Regions from separate parts of the Callithrix jacchus genome. Here region 1 is linked to region 2. The links are chromatin contacts, called in public Hi-C maps. All regions are on one chromosome and are shown on one strand. The core of a region is the stretch at or near the end of the contact, and the rest is flanking DNA. Distances in the headings are between cores, read along the strand shown.

Evidence for each region. A called contact is a pair of places that touch in the nucleus more often than the background predicts.
Region 1: a Hi-C map of skeletal muscle shows a contact between it and region 2, with 2.2 times the contacts expected there. The contact joins the enhancer-like site here to the promoter of DOK5 in region 2. A contact is called at or near these places in 2 of 3 Hi-C or Micro-C datasets (both in skeletal muscle).

Annotation. Positions count from the first base shown.
Region 1 is chr5:50,191,304-50,196,399 of calJac240_pri, forward strand. All of the region lies in intron 6 of DOK5 (docking protein 5), which reads left to right. Among named protein-coding and RNA genes, the nearest start is that of DOK5, 140 kb to the left of the region's middle. Within about 2 kb of position 3,303, at least 2 of the 16 cell types and tissues checked have an H3K27ac peak or open chromatin away from gene starts, as enhancers often do. A contact at or near this core is called in skeletal muscle, where this site is marked.
Region 2 is chr5:50,053,230-50,058,426 of calJac240_pri, forward strand. DOK5 (docking protein 5) reads left to right here and starts at 1,415. Exons shown (of 8, transcript XM_002747691.6): 1 at 1,415-1,702. The coding sequence starts at 1,637.

The DNA of each region.
Region 1 (5,096 bases), core at 2,053-4,552, 140 kb after region 2:
AAACACCAACTCTGAAACATTCCAGTTTTGTGGAGGAGAGCAAAGTTTTTGATAACCCTGAGTTCATTTTCTCCTTTCTAAAATGGGAACGGTAATAGTATTTATCTTGAAGTCTCCTCTTAAGGTTTAAGTGAGATATGCTCATAACATGTTCCACCCAGAGCTCATTATAGAACTTTCCATGAACTGTAGCTGGTATTACTGTTGTTAATAGTTGAGCCATCATTAGCATTGCTGTTAATGGCTGAGCAGACAGGTTGGTCCAGGTTAATCCTAGCAATGGCTGATGAAAATGGCTAAAGGATTATCTAGCAACAACATCTAGGTCCATTTACATCTGCATCTCCATTCTCTCTCTCTCTCTCTCTCTCTCTCTCTCTCTCTCTCTCTCTCTCTCTCTCTCTCACCATCTCCCTCACTTTCTCTCTAAATATCTAAATAGAACAAATATAAAATTAGATTGAGGAGTAGGGAATCATATAATTTAATAGATTTTAGAGAATTAGAAACTACTAGAAGAAACTGTAAGAAATCATTGTATTTATTATTTCCTTATTTCAAAAGGAATCTACATATTATTGAAAAATTATACACAACACAGCAGAACAAAAAGAATGTAGTAAGTCACCCCTCCGCCCACCCATAAGAATACACCCATTACTCACTTTCAAGTATGTAGCTTTCTGGTATTTTAACTAGGTAGATGTAGAAAATAGAATTATATTGAATACATTACTTGTGCTAGCTTTCTGCAAAAATATATCTACATACTGTCTCATTAAATATCATCTGCAACATCATATTTTGTGATCCAATTTTATTATATGGATCTTTCATAGATTGTAAAAACTATGCATCAGGATTGGGCAAATTGGCTCACACCTGTAATCCCAATATTTTAGGAGGCCTAGCTAGGAGGATCACTTGAGACCAGAAGGTTGAGATAAGCCTGGGCAAAATGGTAAGATTTGAAAATTTAAAAATTAGTACGGTGGCTTGTGCCTGTATGCCCAGCCATTCAGGAGGCTGAGGCAGGAGGATCCTTTGGGCCCAGGAATTGAAGACAGCAGTGAGCTAGGTTTCTGCCACTGCACTCCAGCTTGGGTGACAAAGTGAGACACCTTCTCTAAATATATATATATATATCCAAAAAACAAAACAAAAAAAACCTGTGCATCAGCTCAATGTTCAGTCTGTATGTATCAATGACTATCTGTTTAAGATAAATTCTTTTCTTTTTTTTTTTTTTAGGGTTTTTTTTTTTTTGAGGTGGAGTCTCGCTCTGTCGCCCAGGCTGGAGTGCAGTGGCTCGATCTCAACTCACTGCAACCTCCGCCTCCAGGTTCAAGTGATTCTCCTGCCTTAGCCTCCTGAGTAGCTGGGATTACAGACACCTGCCACCACACCCAGCTAATTTTTGTATTTTTAGTAGAGACGGGGTTTTACCTTGTTGGCCAGGATGGTCTCAATCTCCTGACCTCATGATCCACCCACCTCAGCCTCCTAAAGTGCTGGGATTACAGGCATGAGCCACCAGGCCGGGCCTCCTCCGACAAATTCGTAAGAATGGATTGCTGAATTAAAGGCTGAGAATGCTTTTAAGGATTTGTTTTTCTTTCCAAGTAGGCTTCTAGGAAGACCTTCTTTTTGAACTAATATGATCTTGGTATCTATTTCCCCATCTACTTAGGAATGCTGGGTATTTCAATAAAAAGAGATCAGTGGATGGTTGAAGAGAGAGAGAGAGGGAGGGAGGGGAAAGCGAGACAGAGAGAGAGAGAGGTAGGGAGCTGGAGCGAGCTGCGAAGTAGAATTCAAGTCACTTAAAACTTACAGGGCAACATGTCATCGCATTAATGTTGTGTAGCTATTCCATTAGATCCCTTTAGGCACCTGAAGAAGTTTTTCTAAGATCATCTTATTGGCAAAGCCATCAATTAACATAAATTGTTTTGTACTTGAAGGCAGGGTCCACATGCTCATGCACATGTTTTTCCATTTACAACCTTCTCATTATTTCCGCTAAAAATTAATCAGGAATATGAGTAAAGCATTTGGATTATCCCTTTGCAAATTTAACTAGAAAATACTGTCACTTGCTCTTAATTTGCTGTATGCCTAATGAGTTCTATGAAATAAACGTGATTTTTAAAGCCATGGCATCCTGTTTTAGATGGACGTGAGTAAGCTTCACCGTGGGATCTGAATCTTAAGGCGTTAAAGGAAGGATTGTGAAAAGCTTAAAATTGATGTACTTCAATCAATCTCTGATTAGGGGATACCATGCTAAAACAAACAAATGAAGGCAGCGTTACTGGCTCACCCTGCCTAGGTTACTGTTTTGCCTTTTCTGGTAGTTAAGAGTGGATCCACATAGACCTGGCTGCATTCCACTAAGGATTGCCTTTATATGACTGCTGACTTGCTTCTATGAGATGGCCAAGGTCATAACTGGAGAAAGATGGCGAAACTCCTATCTGGCGTTAGCCTTACTGGAAGACCTAACTCACTGTTAACTGTCACTGTTGTAACATTCCCAAGAGTGCATCTACAGACAGAAGGCTGCACTTTGGGTCCATACCAGGCTAAAATTACAGCCTGGAGCGAATTGATTTGAGTCAGCCTTATGACCCTCAATCCCAAAACTCATAAAGAAGGGCCCTGTGGGTCAGATAACAATAGTAACAGTTGTGGGAGGCTGAATAATGGCTCCCCAAATATGTCCACATTTGAATCTCTGCACTCTGTGAATATTACCTTACAAGGCAGAAGGGGCTTTGCAGATGTGACCAAGTTAGGCATCCTGAGATGGCGAGATTATCCTGGCCTATCAGGTGGGTTCAATGTAATCACACATGTCTTTAGAAGAGGGAAACAAGAGGACCGGAGCAGTGGCTCACGCCTGTAATTTCAGCACTTTGGGAGGCCAAGACGGGCAGATTGTGAGGTCAGGAGATCAAGACAAGCCTGGCCAACATGGTGAAACTCCGTCTCAACTAAAAATATAAAAATTAGCTGGGTGTGGTGGTGGGCACTTGTAATCCCAGCTACTCTGGAGCCTGAGGCATGAGAATACTTGAACCCAGGGAGGTGGAGTTTGCAGTGAGCCAAGACAGTGTCCCTGCACTCCAACCTGGTGACAGAACGAAACTCTGTCTCAAAAATAAGAGAGAAACAGGAGTCAAACAGAGGGCAAGGCAATGGCGGAAGCAGAAAGAGAGAGAAGGGGTGGAGAGAAAGATTTTCAAATGCTACACAGCTGGCTTTGAAGTGGAAGAGGGGACTGTGAGCCAAAAGCTGTTGGTGGCCTTGAGAAGTTACAAAAGGCATGAAAACAGGTTCTCCCCCAGAACCTCCCGAAGGAACCAGCCCTGTTGATGCTTTGACTGCAGCCAAGTGAAACTGATTTTGGACTTCTGATCTCTAAAACTGTAACAATAAATTTGTGTGGTTTTATATCACCAATTGATGGTAATTTGTTTCAACAGTCAGAGAAAACTACTATGATAATAATGTCAATAATATTAAAACAAGAAAGTGTCGTATCTTTGCTCTGTAACAGACAATATTTTAAGGATGTTTTGTGTTAGTTCTAAACCTCATGAAAACTCTTGTACTGAAGACCCCAAACCACCACCTTAGAAGGTAGTAGGGCTCAAATTTGGAACAGTGTGCTGGCATCACTCCACCTGACACTGTATCTTTGAATCCAGTCCTGACGTGCTTTCTTTACCCTGCATTGAATTTTTAAACAAGAAACATAGAGGAAAAATAATAACTTATTGCTATTCTGAAAACTCCAAATTAGTGACTGATATTTAAAAATTAAGAGCTTACACATAAATCTCAGAATTTTTTTTTTTAAGACAGAGTCCAGGCTGGAGTGCAGTGGCACAATCTTGGCTTTCTGAACCTTTGCCTCCCGGGTTCAAGAGACTCCCCTGCCTCAGCCTCCGGAGTAGCTTGGATTACAGACACATGTCACCAAGCCCAGCTAATTTTTTGTATTTTAGTAGAGGCAGGATCTCACCATGTTGGCCAGGATGGTCTCGAACTCCTGACCTCGTGATCCACCCGCCTTAGCCTCCCAAAGTGCTGAGATTACAGGCATCAGACACTGTGCCTGGCCAGATTTTTATATTTTCTCGAAAAGTGGAAAGGTCTGGCAATGCTGATCTTGCATCCTGACATGGCAATGCTTAGATACACCCAGTGGTGTCTGCCCTCACACATCCTTCTCTGGGACCTTGCTACTGATGCTGTGGCTAATTGATGTCTATATTACTACTTGATTAATTTTCTATTGCCATGTAACAGAGTACCACAAACTATGCACCATTAAAACAACACACACTTTTTTTTTTTTTGAGGCGGAGTTTCGCTCATTACCCAGGCTGGAGTGCAGTGGCGCGATCTTGGCTCACTGCAACCTCCGCCTCCTGGGTTCAAGCAATTCTCCCGCCTCGGCCTCCCGAGTCGCTGGGATTACAGGCATGCGCCACCGTGCCCAGCTAATTTTTTGTATTTTTAGTAGAGACGGGGTTTCACCATGTTGACCAGGATGGTCTCGATCTCTTGACCTCGTGATCCACCCGCCTCGGCCTCCCAAAGTGCTGGGATTACAGGCTTGAGCCACCGCGCCCGGCCAACACACACATTATTTCACAGTTTCTGTGGGTCAGGAGTTTTGGCATAGCATAGTGGGTACTGAATGTACCCACTTCCTCATCAGTTTTTCAAAGGGCTGTATTGCAGGTTTCTGTTGGGGCTGCAGTCTCATCTCAAGGTAAAAGTGGAGAAGCATCCACTTCCCAGCTCTCATGGTTATTGGTGGAATTTAGCTCCTTGGAGTTGTGGGATTGAAGGCTTCAGGGACAGAGGCCACCCTTAGCTCCTGGCCATATGGACCTCACCAATATGGCCACATACTTCATCAAAGCCAGCAAGAGGCCACAGTCCTATGTATCACAATTGTGGCAGGATTATTTTATTCACCTTATCGCTCTGCCATAGTCTATTGATTTTTGTTTCTTTTTTTTTGGAGATAGAGTCTTGCTCTGTTACCCAGGCTGAACCGCAGTGGTGTGATCACGGCC
Region 2 (5,197 bases), core at 165-2,664:
GTAACTGGATCCTCTTCTCAATAGCTCTGAGCAGAGATCACCCCGCTTTAGCTTGGTCCTTCCAGTGGGTAAGAATTGTCTAATTTCTGATAATATCTTTGCCTTTGTGAATAGTGCAAATGATTAGAAAGATCTTCCTTGGAAATCAACTAGTACCCTCTCTTTCTGTGACATCTGCTCTTCAGAAGAGGAACAGGAGAATGTTTAGAAGCAGAGCTGGGCTCTACACACACCTGTTTTCAGTCGTAGCTCTGATAGTGGCCAGCTGAGAGACCTTAGCAAGTCCCAGGGGCCTAACTCTTCTGAGCTCCAGTCTGTAAAATATGGATGCTGGTACCTAACTCATTATTCCCTTAACAAGATTAACACAATGCACAGCAGACTGGTGCTCATGTGTGTTGGCAATTATCAACTCAAGTATGCTTCAGGGAGGTAATGCAGTCAGGGGCAGGTGAGTGTAAAATCCAGTTCCCTTCTTAATCTTACCGTATAGGCAATATCTCATGATGGCTATGAGAGCTCTACTACCAGGCTAAGGAGGCTTAAATATGGGCCCGGTATGTACATAACAGGGCACCTACCTCAAAAAGTGCAGGGGAGTTTGAATGAGTGAATCCAAGCAAAAGGCTTGGGAGAGTGCCTGGCGCCTAGGTGGCCATCTTGATAACCACAAGGATTTACTGAGCACTTGCTCTGGGCTCAAGCTTCGGGGACAGTGATGAGGCCACGTCTTAGGCCCCTGGAAAACACATTCCAGCCGGAAAGACAGGCTCAAACAGGGAAACTGTGGCAAATGACACCAGAGAGGGTTAGGTCCATGACAGCAAGGAAACCCAAGGAAGCATTTCGCTTAGGCGGTGACAACATCCTCGGATGCCAAGGTCAAGGCGAACCGCGGCAACACCATCTCCTCAGACACACACGCAATGTCAAGGCCCTTCTCGGGAAAAGGGTAGGGGCTGAAGGAAGAGCCGGGGTAGGCGACGGCTGGAAAAAAGTGAAATTTCCTCTCCTCCTAAAATAAGTAACAGGAGCGAGGAGAGCGAGCAGGCTGTAGGCGAGGTGCGGGGGCGGCGAGGGCACGCTCCGGGTCAGCCAGGAGGGGAGGGATCGGAAGGGGAAGGGGCAGGGAGAGGTGGGTGGGAGGCGCGGGGAGCGCGTTCCAGGGCGGCTGCTCCCGGGTGGCCGCAGCCCGGCGCTGGGACCCTTGCGGCTCCTCGTCTTAGCCCCCACCCCTTCCTCCTCCTTCCTCCTCCTCCTCCTCCTCCTCCTCCTCCTCCTCCTCCTTCTCCTCCTTCTCGGCCCCGGGAAGAGGCAGGGCTGGATCCCTCAGCCGCCGCTCCTCCTCCTGGAAGGCAGGCCGCGGAGTCAGCTGACGCCAGCGCTCCAGCCTCGCCTCCCCGCGCTGCGCTCTGCGCTCCCCGAAAGTGGCTGCGAGCCGGCAGCCCACTCTCGGGGTTCGGGGGACGGAGAAAGTGATGTGCGTCCTCTGAAGCCTCGCCCAGCGCCGCCGAAGCAGCGTCACCTCTCCAACTTTCTCCCCACACGACTCCCTGTCTCGACCCTGCCCTCGACCCTCCCCAAAGCCACTTGGGGTGCGCGCTTCTGTGTAAAGGGGGGTTGCCAGCTGTCGGGGATGGCTTCCAATTTTAATGACATAGTGAAGCAAGGGTACGTGAGGATCCGGAGCAGACGTCTCGGGGTGAGTATCGATCCTCTCCGTTTTGCGGCTCGCCGGTTCGATGGTCTCTCTCCCGAGCCAGCATCCCCGGAGGGTGGACGGAGAGTCTCCCGCCCCGCGCCGGGGAATTGCGCGGTGGCTTTCTCAGCTGAAACCCGGGTCTCCGGGGCTGCCACTGTCAGGCCCGCGTCTAGGTGTGTAATGGATCTATCTTTATCTCTTGGATGACTTGGCTTTCTGATGGTGGCCGCGTGTTGGGCTTCAGTGGCCAGTGGAGCCCATCTACTGGAAGTAAATATTTCTCAGTAGCCATGGAAGTTGAAGCTGAGAAACTCGGGCGGGGGTGCCTGCCGGATGCCCCCAGTTCCCCTGTCTTCCCGCCGCCAACTTAACTTTTCCAAGGGATGGACCGGCTGGTTGAGAAAGAGGACACGCAAACTCGGTGTGAACGAGGTCACGAACCCTCTGACCCCATTTCTGCCAAGCATAAGGCGTCTTTGGACACCCCCCACATCCACCTCTGACCCAGGTGTTGTGGCAAAGGCGGTGCGGGGTGGCTTTTGGCCGGGGGTGCCAACTTGAGTAGATACTTGAATATGGATTTTCCCTGGTCATGAACCGGGGTGGTGGATTTCTGTTGCTAGAATAGACGCTGGAGATCCAGGGGAGGGTTATTTAGCCTGGAAACTAATACCTGGCATAACGCAAGTGCTCCCTACATCCTGAAAGGAAGAATGAATGAATCTTGGGGCACTTAGGGACAGATGTTGACAAAGGCCAGCTCCTTTCTTAAAACTCCCTCTTTTTCGCCCCTTTCTGTCTTGGCTCTTCACTGGGGAAGGCTTCAAGAGAGAACCCACCCTTCCTCTCCTTGGGCCTGAATGGTGGTGAAAGAATTCTTGAGACAGAGGGAAGATACTGGAATGATTTTTTTATTTACTAAAAATTTCAAACTAGATCCCTCTTATCTCTTTCCTTCCTGTCAAGTGTTGTCGCTGTTAGAGTTGAACCTGTGCGTTTGGACCAGACGTAGAGGGCGAAAAGTGGTGGGGGATGGTATGCGGGGGGGGGGGGGGATGCGGGGAGGTGGAGAGAAAATGTCCTTTTGTAATGCCTGAAATAATTATGTCAGTAGTGGTATGGAATACCCCTGTTGCTAATGAGTGATGCATTGAGTAGCTTTCTCTACAAATCTGTGTCATTTGGCATCTTTCTCTGATTTGGTCTTTAGACTGTTTTAATGTGCCAGATACTTTTACTGAAAATTGAAAAGAAATTTCACAGTAGGGAGGGAAGCCCTGTGGGGAGGAACATCCGAAATTATTATAAAACTCTTGCCTAATTCGTTTTGGTCTTTTTGTTTCTTCTTTTTTTCTTCCCTGCTGGTGACCATGTTTTAGCAATTATGTCCTGTGTTATTGTGAATATATACATATATAATTAGGGAGAAATGTAACAGAACTCACCATTTCTATCAGCTCTGCCAAACTTTCCTTGGTTTTCTTTTCTGCCATGCAAATATTCTCATCTGCGAGAGGAATCATTGTTGGGGTACTTCACTGAGTGACTCCCAAGTAAAGCGCAAACAATAATAGCAACGTTCTATTTTTGGTATGCTTATAGGCTGGCCAAGTGTTACAATTTTAAGGGGAGTAAGTTAAAGAAAAAAACAACCCACCATTCTAATTTAGCTTTACTCCATCATGTCAATGGAAGGAATTGGTAGGAGACATCCATTCTGTGTTAGGGAGCATTCCAATGGGAAGAGGACATGCATTATTAATGCACAAAATATGAATTATTCATAAGGATCAGAGTTTATGCCAAATTGTGACACATGGTAATTTATCTGAAAGACTGGTTACCATCATTTTCTTGTTTGTGGTAACTGAGATAATTTTTTTCTAAATTATTACAATAGACACAACATAGCCCTGTGTACGTGCCAACATTTATGGACAGATATTTGAAGCAAAAAGAACCGAAATACAGTTCAGTTTGTATTTGTTTTATATTTTACAGCATTTTGGGTGCCAGTGAGCAGTTTACTTTCTTAAGATTTATGCTTTTTATCTGTGTTTATATTCAGACTTCAGAATATCTATTGAATTATGGTTATTGCTCATGGAGAGTAAAGGTCAAAAATATGATCAAATAAATCCGATCTTATTAGTTAGCATTGGTTTTCTCACCAGTTATTTTAAAAAATATTCTTATGGTATAATTTACAAAAGAGGCTGATTACATAGTTGCCAGAACACATTGCAAACCAGAGTTTTAACGGAGGCTGCACATGTTGGTGAAGGATGCTTCAGGGAACAAGCATGGGGTCCCTTTGTCCACAGTCAGGAATGTTAATGGTATTAATCTAGGCTGCATATAGCCTAGAACAGCATGCAACATGTATATTCTAGGAACATGTGCAAGTCTCAATGAGAGGTAGGGCATCTATTTTGTCTAGCATGGAGTGGGCACTTGGTAAGTTCATGTGTTGAAATGTGCGCTGAACTCTACAGTGCATGCGTGCTCTTGCCATTTATAACCTTTAGGAACTAATACAACAGCGGTTTTATGAATGGAATCCAGACCATGTTTGGGAGGGTTTATAATTAAATACGAAAACATTTCATGGTAAGCAGCTGTTCCTTGTGCCAAGGAACGCTTCTTCAGATCTGGAAAAAGACAGGAAGAAAACACATTCTGCTTCTATTCCTTGTTGACCTTTGACCTTTCCTGGCCTCAGTTGTCTGGTTTGTACAAGGAATACTATGTAAGGATGTTCTTGGGAGCATTAAATGAGACATTCATGAAAATGCGATGAATGTATAGAATATTGATTCTGCTTGTTGCTTGTATCATTTTCTTTAATCAACGATGTGTTAGGATTGGTGGAAGGATATAGGAATTATGTATTTCCTTATCTTTCTATGTAGAAGTGTACAAAGAAGTGTTTAATGCAGTTCCAGATTTTTTCATTGATTGGATGAAACTTTTGCAAATTATATACATATATTTGTATGTATGTCTATTTTTATACATAGGAATGAATACATACACACAACATATGTATATGTTGTATATACATATGTGTATATTGTATAATATGTAATATACATATATATTTATATATGTGATCGTTTTAACAGGACAGGAAACAGTCTAAAAATGTTCCCATTCCAGTGGGTCACAGATAAGTGGTCACCTTCATTTGAAATCCTAAACAGTTTAAGTAATGAAGCAATCAAATATGTATAGATTTATTCTCTTCTTTAAACAGCAAAAAGCTTAATGAAATACAACCCATTTAACTCAAAAGTTTCAGTATCCTCACATCTGTATTCCCCAGCTTAATCCCCATGGGCTCCTGGAGGTCTCCAGCTGTGCACTGAGTACCGAATTTGTTCAGGAATGTCGACATTACTATTTGGGGGGCAGGGGGCAGGAGTGGGGCAGCTGGCTATAATTATCTGACTAATCCACAAAATGCACTAAAAATTTCTTGTTAGGGGAGAGACA